Linked DNA regions of Cricetulus griseus: region 2 is linked to region 1. Evidence: chromatin contacts called from public Hi-C data. All regions are on one chromosome and are shown on one strand. Each heading gives the region's core, a stretch centred on a gene start, on an enhancer-like site or on the middle of the called end of the contact. The rest is flanking DNA. Distances are from core to core; before and after follow the strand shown.

Evidence for each region. A called contact is a pair of places that touch in the nucleus more often than the background predicts.
Region 2: a contact with region 1 is called in a Hi-C map of the CHO-K1 cell line, with 5 times the contacts expected there. The contact joins the enhancer-like site here to the promoter of Nek7 in region 1. A contact is called at or near these places in 3 of 8 Hi-C or Micro-C datasets (the CHO-K1 cell line and fibroblasts).

The regions. Positions count from the first base shown.
Region 1 is chr5:50,689,766-50,695,067 of CriGri-PICRH-1.0, reverse strand. It overlaps Nek7 (serine/threonine-protein kinase Nek7), which reads right to left and starts at 2,367. Exons shown (of 10, transcript XM_027417458.2): 1 at 2,235-2,367.
Region 2 is chr5:50,988,303-50,993,604 of CriGri-PICRH-1.0, reverse strand. It overlaps LOC113835904, which reads right to left. Exons shown (of 4, transcript XM_027417460.2): 2 at 3,384-3,484; 3 at 1,353-1,465. The coding sequence starts at 3,484. Among named protein-coding and RNA genes, the nearest start is that of Atp6v1g3, 57 kb to the left of the region's middle. Within about 2 kb of position 2,589, at least 3 of the 6 cell types and tissues checked have open chromatin away from gene starts, as enhancers often do. A contact at or near this core is called in the CHO-K1 cell line, where this site is marked.

The DNA.
Region 1 (5,302 bases), core at 1,118-3,617:
TATTATTATTTAAGCAAATGCTGACTACTTAATGTTTGTAGTAAGGCAGGGCTGAAAGGTATCAACTACAATCACCAGAAGGCCGGAAGGGGGAGAAGAGTGCTGGCAGTACTTATTTACAGAGTGGAACTGCTCTGCACTTCGGCTTATTTTAAACTGCAATGCTGGTTTTTAATTTAGTAAGGAAGGGCATGCCAGCCATGCGGCCTCTGCTCCCCTACTCCACTAGTGTGCAGCCTTCATGGGGGGGGGGGGGGGGGTTCCTTCTGTTTTACTACTGGAGAGAAATCATCTAAGAGTCCAGCCAAGAAAACGTGTCTGTGGGAAAGGAGTGGTGTGAGACAGGTATTATCCAGATAAACACACTTCAGTAGTAGTTTACAAAATAGGTCTATTTGTCTGTTTGACTTTTTTAAACTCAGGACTGTCTTAACCATAGTAAGACTGCCAAACTGCCATGAAAGTGTCTACCAAGGTTTCTTCTGGCAGTTCTTGGTTTTCAGTTTCAGACGATCTCGGGGTAAAGCCCCAATCAGTCACAGACTATATTTAATTTGCTGACCAGGTTCGTTTTTTATCTACTTTGGTTTCGGTGGAAGCGGTGACTTCAAACTGAACCCGAATCTTGAAAGTTAACAAAGGGCGAAAAGGAAACAAGAGCCCCCTCCCTCTATTTTTATGCGCTGATTTCACAAGACTGTGAGCATCGGCCCTTCTTTCCACAGGCCCACATCCTCTGAGAAACTTGGCCTTCTTCTTCCAGTCCAGGGCAGCGGTAGGAAGTACCCGCCCTCCTGGGTTACGGCCGGGTGTCCTCCCCGTCCATTGGCTGCGATGGCTGTCAGTGCTCTAAAGGGCGGGGTCTCCCACCTTAGAGCGGAATCTGAGGACTGCAGGCTCACTGGGTCCCCGATTCCCCTCCACTCCATCCCAGAGTCCCTTCTCCTCTTTCTCCACAAGCCCTTCACTCGCCCCCCCGCTCCCATACACTTTACAGCCCCTCTAAGAAGTAAAGTTTTTCCAAACCTCCAACATCAGTGAATGCAACGGTTTGGTTTGGGATGTAAGATCAAATTATGGATCGGATCCCTCAAAGTGTAGAAGAGAGCTGTGAAGATAAAATAACTACTTAGGTTGCATGCTAATTAAATCAAGTGCACTGGCCGTCACGAAATACTGCAGTCATGAATACCAGCAAAAATTCGACAAAGCACTGCAGGCTTAACTATTTTTATTCACTATTTTCTGAGTTTGTCCGGTTGTCCCAAACAGATTATACATTTTTTATGTGAGTACTAAGGCTCTCTTGGGTCATGCGAACATCCCGTCGTCCAGAAGACAACAGAGTCATTATACACATATTCTGAATATAATTCTGTAAAGCAACCTATTAAAAATCATCATCGTGAACGGCTGCAGGTAACATGCCTGTTGGGAACTGCAGATTCCTTGCAGGAGAAACTAAAGAGTGGGTCTTAACAACACTCCACAAACTACGGGTCTCTTTTTAAATTACAACCTTTAATATTAGTAACCTCAAAGAGAAAAAAAAAAGCCATTTCATCTCTATACTGCTTTTTCTATATTCAGTTCCGTCACCAGAATTGTAAATACATATATCTTGCTCTAAAATAAATATGTTCTTAGCATGTAGCTAGGGCAAAGGCAATGTGAGTACAATATGTGAGTCCGTAAAAGCATCCGCTGTGGGTCTTCCAAGGCCTCCAGCACCAGGCAGGCGGCTGCAGCCGGCATTGCTCGGCAGCATCCTCCACTGCCCTCTAACTTCACTAGGCCCACTTTGTGACTCAGCTCATCCTTTGCTGCATCCCAGCCCGGGATCGGTCCCGATCGGTTCCCGACCCTGCTGCCCCGCCACCCTGACTCCCAGGTCGGTGAACTTCACTTTTCTAAACTAGGCTGCAGCCGAATCGGTTGAGCCAATCCGCGAGCGGTAAATAGCCACGGTGACCAATGAGATCGGCCCGGAGGCGGGTCTTAGCTGGAGTTCCTCCTGTCCCAGCTCGGAGACCTGTTGCCGCCGCCACCACCGCAGCGGAGCTTCCCCCGGGGTCGCGGAGCCTGGGAGCCGATCTCCCGCCGCCAGCGGCCTGCACCGCCCTCCACCAGCTGCAGACGGCCCAGCCCGACCTCCGAGGCACCCGAGCCGGAGGCTCCACGCGGCCCGCCCGCTCCCAGCACCGGCCCCACCCGGCCGGGCCGTGCAGACTCACCGGGACAGCGGGACAGCTCGGTCCACGCGGGCTGCAGGGCTGCGGGCTGCGGGACCCCGGACCGATCGCCTCTGCCCGCGCCGCTGCAGGCACCGGCTCCCACCCCGCTCGGCCGGCGCTCACCACTGCGAGCCTAGCGGCGGCCCATCCTCCCGGCTCCGCTCCTCCTCCCGCGGCCGCGGCTGTCAGGAGGGTAAACATCCCGGCATCCCCGAGGAGAGGGCGGGCCGCCGCAGGCCCCTCCCCGCGCCCGCACCCTGCTCCGGACCCACGCCGCCGCTTTCCAGAGAACTGGGGTGTGCCTGGCTTATGGCCTGGGCCCCTGCCTCCACATCACCGTGTTTTAATCCCATTCTCTTTTACCTACTGATTTAAGCTGCCTCTACACCGTGTCCGTGCAAGGAAACGAGAGTTTTCCTCGAGTCTGGCTAAGCCAACCTTGACTTTAACGTCCCAGCACTGGGAATGCCTTTCAGGACGCTTGCGAAAGTTGAACTACTTGCTACGATATGCAGGATCTTTGAGATACGGGCATACTTTTAAAGTGGAATTACAGATATGTTACATTGCGTAAATATATTTTACACGTCACATGTTTGCGATATGGGTCTGCCTCTATTACATGGAGCTGCTGAAAAAAGCAATGCTTTGATTCCTACTGTTTCACTATCCAGATTTGAACTACTGTGGTATCCAGCTAGGAGGCAGTGTAGAGTCTGTCGTGCCTGGATTCTGGTCTTTTGAGTGGCCGGCCAGTCATTTAACTTCCAGTTGTCAAGGTCTTTGTCTTAAGAGCAGCCTTAATGGCTCATCTTAGAAATGAAATACAGCAGCGTTTGAGCCCTGAGCCTAGCCATTCGGTATCACTACGTCTTTCTCTGGCTTCATTCCCCCAAAGAAAGTAGAGCCAAAATCGGGATGATAGCTCAAATATGTTTAAACGATGGAATTAGGATTTAGATAGTTTTAGGCCAGCTGGATGGCTCAGGAGGTAAAGGCCCTTACTACCAAGCCTGATGACCTGAATTTGATTCCCAGGACCCACGAGATGGGAGGGAAGTGACTTCCCACATGTCGTTTTCTGGCATCCGCATTGCAATGTGGCACATATACCACAAGTGTGCCTGTGTGAAGTATAATTACAGAAAAATTACAAACTTTAATTTTAGAAAGAAAATTAAGATTCCAAGAGGAGACCTTTGGTGCAAGTGGTATAAACTACTCAAATGTGCCAGATGGAGTTCTAAAACGACTGATGAGTGACGAACCCACATGCATGAGTCCTGTTTTCATAAAACTTCAATGAGAAAGTTCAAAATACTCAATGTCCTTTATATCTGCTGACAAGTCATAAAGAAATAAAGTGTGGGGGTGGGGCTTCTTTAAATATATGTATCTGGGAAAACCACTTGGCAATTGAGCAGAGGCCTGTTGAAGTAAGAAAAGGAGTCATGTGACTGTCCGGAGATAGACTGTTTTGTACAGAAAAGGCAAAGTTACCTGTGTGGAAGTGGGTTTGCCATGATGGAGAAACAGCCAAGAAATTAATGTAGGCAGAATCCCGTGAGCAAGGGACAGTAGCTGATGGAGTAAGAGGGGGTGAGATACCAGAGAAGGGATAGGTGTAGAATTTTGAACTCTTATCCGTTATTTTCAATGAAATGGAAAGCCATTACAGGAGGAAGCTGAGAGAAAACAGCACTGTGGAGAATACACTGCAGGATGGAGGGACTAGTAGTTGGAAAAGGATAATAATAATGGTCCCTGAAATATATATCAGTCAGGCTGAGACCAGTTGCTAGCAGACCGTAGATATATTTCCAAGATCAAGTCAACAAAATTTGCTGGCATATTGAATGTGGTGTATGAGAGAAAGATAGGATGAAGCCAGTATGTTGAAATTTGAACCAAATCAAATGGTCATGTCCCACCAAATCACTCGTAGAAACAATGTCATTTGAATTGTCATAGCTTATAGAAAAATTAACAGACATCTTTAAGGCAGAATTCAGCGTGGGACTAGATGCATGGTTCATAGCTTGCTCTTGCTATTTTCGATATTAGCATATTAGAAAATGTAGATTGATCAGTACCTTGTACAATAGACCAATTTAAGCACACCAACAATTTATCTGCAGAATAAATAGTCTACTGATAAGCAAACAAGATACTTAATGAACAGTGAGTGAATACTTCAACCTATCTTCCTCTCATACACCAAATTCAACATATTGAGCAAATCTTGTTGGCTCAATCATGGAAATGTATCTGAGGTCTGCTAACACGCTGGTGAAATTGTGCAGAAATTAGCTCAAACATCCTCAGTGACTGCAAAGACTTTCTCTAGGAAGAATACCTCTGGTGTTATATGATGTCCAAAGAATTAAAATACTCTAACATGCAGTATTTTTCCACTTGTAAAGGCTTTATGGCTACAGATAAATAGTATATAGAGTTTCAAAGACTGAGAAGAGGGTCAAAACAAAAGACACTATACATTTTTCTTTCTAAATTTATATCACCTTTGTTGTGGGTGGACAAGGTTATTCCCAGCCACCAGCCTCCTGGCCTGAAGCAAACGCTAATGGAAAAGCAAAAGAAACTGCCCAAGGAGGCTCCTCTGATCCAGGAAACTTAAGAGCAGAATGCAGCTCTAACTGCTTTCCCATTCATCTCCTCTGAGCTTGCTCCCAATTGCTGCTTTAGCTCCATGATATACATTAATTACAGTCCCTTGTATGAACAACCCATTATTTATACATAATTGCCAGGCAACACATATATTACAAAGCAGATTAACTTCATTATAAATAGTGTTTGGATATCATGCTTAAAACCTCTCATTTCTTAACCACATCTTGGGGGGTTGTTTGTTTGTTTTTCATATAGATCTGCAGGCCCCACACAAGAAAAAAATTATCAGCAGTATTTATACCCAAAACCATTTCTCCATAAACTAACCCAAAACAGATGTTACATACCAGTTTTGGCATAAATGTAATTTCTCCATAAGGAAAGAAACTTATGAGGGGAAAAAGCTGTTCCCTGAAGAAGAATGATGAAGTAAT
Region 2 (5,302 bases), core at 1,340-3,839, 300 kb before region 1:
AGTCTTTCCTCAATGAAGAGAAACCTTTACTTGGATGCATTTTGAAGAGGAACCTCTTGGCTTTCTGCAGTCCAGTTCCTCTTGATTGTGTGTGTACTGTGTGTGCAAGGTGTGGGTTCTGCCAGTGCTGGACCAGATTCTCCATTTTTCCATTTTGATCTGGCACTTTCCTGGTGGACCTCCATTTGCCAAGTCCATGGCACTGTCAGTTTTCCACTCTTCAATCACCGGTTGTCCTTTAAGAGGGCATTTGCAAAGCTTTCCTTTTTGTCCTTGCTTTTGCTTTCCCTTTCCCTTTGCTTTGTAACACTCAGCTCTCACCTGCAAACCTGAAGCCAAGAAGATAGCATGTTCCTCCAAACATGCCCCAGCATCACCTCCCTCACTGGGCTATTTTAGGCAGGATTCCCTATCTCAGCGATTATTTTAATAGGAAGAAAACTTCCAGGTGAATGATTATTTTCCACAAAACTGTCAGTACAGAAGAAAGATGGAAAAAGGAAGGGATATAAAAAATAAGTGATCTTCTCTTGTTTCACATTGTCAGAAGTTTTCCCCTGCCCTACCATTCCAACGAAAGCCTCCCACAGATCAATTCATTACCGTTCTATAATACAAGCACACATGAAATTAGACTAGACCTGAAACTGAACCAATGTTGATTGAAATTCCCTTTCAAATTATCATCTACTTTTCGATATTTCTTTTACGCAGTAAAGAAAATACTTTTTATTTTTAAAAAGAGGGAAATTGATCTTTTTTGATTGAGAAAATAAATCTAATATATCACTAAGAAAGAACATGTGACCGGACACATACATGGCTTGGTACCCATGCAGATACCGGTACCAATTGCTCACTCGTGGTAGTTATGCCACCTCTGATGGGGACTGAGATAGTGTGTGCCATCATCCCTTGCTGTCTCCACCTTAGTTTAATCTTATTGGGTCCTTTTACTCTATTGATGTTATGTTTTGTAAGTTCATTCGTTCCACACAGAGCTGTCCAGCACAGGCTACCTTCTCCAGCTGTGGCGAGCTGAGTGACTTTCTAGAAGCCAGAGTGACATGGATACATACAATCAAGTGTTAAAATGGCAAGTGCCGATGGTTTGCTTATTTTGTTAATGTCCTAGGAACGTTCTAAGAAGACAAAAGCCTGATGATATTTTCCAGAAAGCAGAAAAAAAAATCCACAACTTGAATAGCTGATGCTTTTGTTCCAGAACATACACTTGCTCAGTGCCCACCTCCCAAACCTTGCCCCAGAACACCAGCTCTCTGTATAAGCAACTCATTTGTCACCAGTTGTCTCTGTCTCTGCCAGTCCAGCCACCCTAAACCTACACTTACCGTAAAGGGAAGTTTTGTCACTGGTGGACCAAGACTTCTGGAAGAAGGGTTGCCAGAGTGTGGACAGACTTATTTTTGTGCCAGCAAAGGCAAGAAGCCACAGCACACAAAATCTGAATGACAAAGAAGGAAACCCAGTCAAACAGACATTCTTCTAACTTCGGTGGCAAATGTTTTCTGCCTTCTGGCTGCCAGCCCTTTTCAAAGCTAATTCCCCAAGGATTGTTTTCCTTTGTTTAGCTTCCGTGTGTAGCAAATTAATTCATGATTTGTTGTTATTAGAAAACCAAAACAAAGAAAAAATATCTTTTCCCAGTACTCCTCAAAGTAATGCCCACAGGAACCCACCCAATAAAATGGCCTCAAAAAAAAAAAAAAAAAAGATTGGTTCAAAGCCCATAACAATGCCAAAGCTGTGAGCTCTCCCACAGCTACCCATACTGTGGGGGTGTGGGGAAATATGCAAACTGGCAAACTGGGTGTACAGCATGCCTTTCTCTTGCTCTTTATGGAGCTCTTTTCCAAGGGCAAGGAATACTGCAGCAGCCTGTGGCAGCCAGGCAGGGCTGTCAGCATGAGCCTTACCACCTCTGGCACCGCAGCTTCAGCCATGAGGCAGTGATTGCTTCCCAGTAAGGCCAGATGAGCTTGGAGTACAGGGAGATTAAGTCATAAATAGTTCAAATTTAAGGGAGCTTTTCAATCCACAGAAATGTGAGGCTTCAAGGGCGAGATTTCCTCAGAAGGTCATCATCACCTTCAGAACATTTCCAATGAGAAAGCTACTTTTTAAGTAGAACAATAGTCCACAATGATCACCCAAAAATGTCACTTATAGTTTACCATATTACAAATACATGCCAATTATTTGTTGCAAGTAATTATAAAATATAGGTTTGAATCGCTAGCAATGTTTATAAAATTACCCAAAATGAATTAGGATAGATAGGAAAATTTTTAAAATGGATCGTATATGAGTTGTAATCGATACAAAGTTGCTCATTATAATAAATCATCTGTATTCTGAATTTTTGTCAATTCCGTGGCAATTTTTATCTAGAGTTTATTATGTTTACTGAGTGGCAATGAGTTTTGCATTCTGTGGGGAACTGTAACTGTATGGGTTAAAAAGCTTGGTTTATAACTTTGCATAAAGCGCCCTTCACAGCCTGTGGCTGGCAGGCACTCTGAGTCCCCTTGGGTGTGGCTCTTCCTACCTCCTCTTTTGCCCATTTCCTGTCCTCACTTCTTGTCTCACTGCCTCTCTGTTACAGAACTCTACCAGGAAGGACCGAGCTCAGCCCTATGGAAGTTCTGAGACAAACTGAAAGCAAGCTCTGCCACTCGCTGTAGCAGTAAAATGGGACCCCAGATCCACCACGATGTGCCTAGGAAGTGAAATGACAGTGCCTTTAACTCTTCAATGTGCGAAGAAACAGAAAAATCTTGTTAGCTGCAGTTCTAAAAATTGCAAGTATCCCACAGTCTGTGCCTTCATCAGCAAAGATTCTGCGTGTATTTTATTCAACAAATGTGAATTCACTTCTAAAAATAACCAGTGCAGGTTTTCTACAAGCATGGAGGGTCACCAAGGTTGAAACAATCAGTCTTGGGCTTGCCCACTTTGAATGGAAACAAAGTATTTTCCCCATCTGGGAGTTTTACTTTTTTTCTCCTTGGCTTCCTATCTCCTTCCCATAAGACTCAAATACTATTTCAGAAACATGGAGTAAGATGGAGCCCCTGCTCGGATCTTAGTTTCTCTTCCTCTTTTTCCGATAGCAGGACATTTGCTTTGTCCTAAGATGAACTTTGTCATTTACTTCCACGGTATGGTTTGACCTGGGAGATCATTTCATCCCTACACTCTGAGAAAAGGAACCATTGTTTTCAAGGTAAACTTAACCAACAGTTTCTCTCAGAAGTGTGGTATTCTATCAAAACACAAATATCAAACTAACTGTGAGAAGTAGCCCCAAACCGAAAAACGTTAGCCCAAATGAGCCTTCCAAAAAGCCCAGAAAGACTTGCCTTTTGCAGCCTTGCCTTGTCTCCGCTGTTGTGAGGACAATCCTGTTTTGAACACTAGATGGCGATATGAACTCACTGAATTTGGAACCCAACCAGCCCATCTGTAATTTCAAAGAGAAAAAAAGATGAGGATTTTCCTTAACTGATTTGATAGTCTGACACATAGTGTTAAGGAAGTGAATTTATATGATGTAACAGCTATTTCATTAAGTTTCAGTGAAAAAGAAAGCATCCTCGTCTGGCAGGCAAACGTGCCTGCTTCTAAAACGTGAGCCAGGGAAATAGGGAGGCAGAGTACAGTTAGAGGAAAGGGGAAAAGCAGACAGGCTTGCTGGCCGATTTGACTGCTTCTTGACTGACTTAAATATTTTCTTGACTACCTGACAGTCAAAATGGTGAAGGCAGTTTGTTTGTGTCAACATAGGGTTATTTTGTGCACCGACTGCAGCCTGTATGTCTATATTGCTAGAGTTTGTCTGCCTCTTTTGTAGCCTAGCTATTTGGCCAAGGTGGTTAGGGACGTCTACCACTGAGACCCCAGTCATCTTGGCCACGGACCATTTCCTCAGCTCTGGCCAGTCGTTTCACAAATGCTTGATCTACAGACACTCCTGCACATGGAAGTCCAGATGATCAGAAAAGCCACCTCACTGCAGGAAGAAAAAAAAAAAAAAGCCACCTCTTGGGGCTTACCTATCCCATGAATGGCAGATCCCTAGTGTCACTTCTTTCAAAAGACTCAAGTAAATGCTTCTAAAAGTCAACTCTCTTGATGAGCATATGTTCCTCAACCCTTGAACCAGGTATATTATGCACACAGCTGCTTCAAACTGAAAGGGAATGGAGGGAGAACTAGCTGGAATCCCAGCGACCCACAATGTTGTTACAAAGACCAACAGGCAAACAAATATTGTATAGTGCATTAAATATAGTAGGGGAGAGTTTTACTTCCAAACTGCCAAGGAAGTGAATAAGAGTTGAAGCTCAGGCCAGTCACTAAGTTCAGACACAAGCAATGACATGAATTCAACTACAAGATGTGGTCAAAGGCATTCCAGAGGATAAAGTAACTCTGTATGAAAACAACAATTTTCAGAGTGGGTGTTTGAGAACACCTGTCCATATACCAGGAATGTGGTCTATGTGGTGGCAGGTGCTACTAGTTAAGTGGATGAGATAGGCAGTCAAAAGGCAACCAGAGGTTTTCCGTAATCTAAAACTTCATAAAACCCAAAGTCGGTGGGTTCTCAGTAACAAAACAACTGGGAGAAATGAGCAAATGTGTAGTCTCTGGCCCAGAAATTCCGAGCAGTCTCGGGAGGCGCAGCCCTCCCAGAGGGTGGGGCATGAATCCCCCCTTCCACTGTGCCTTGTACATGCTGGACCTCCTTCCAAACCTTAGAGTGTGGACGCCTAGGAGTTAAGCATGGAAAATTCAGGGTTAGCAGTGACAGTGACAGGTCATGTCAATGGCACTTTTTCATTACAGCCTTTCCCCTCAAACATGTAACATACATGATTTATATCATACAAATTCCTCCGGAAGTTCCGTGTAGAAAATACCAGGACTCCTCACATTTGTAGTGGACACCTAAAGCTTTTACTACCAAGAGGATTCTCAGACATCTTGACAGAGACACGGCATGTCTTGGATAGGATCCAGGAACAGAAAAGCAAAAGCAACAACAAAACCAACCTGAATGAAGCATGAGTTTGATTGGGTAATGCAGCAATATCTATTCATTGGTTATGATAAGCAATGAGAGGCACCATTAGACACGGGATAGATGTAAACCTCCTGCATTCTCTTTGCAATTGTGTTCTTGTAAAGATAAAGGTACTCTTTTGGTTTCATTCATTGGCTTTGTTCATTTTTGAGATAAGATTTTGCTATGTATCTCCCTGACTGGCCTGGAAGT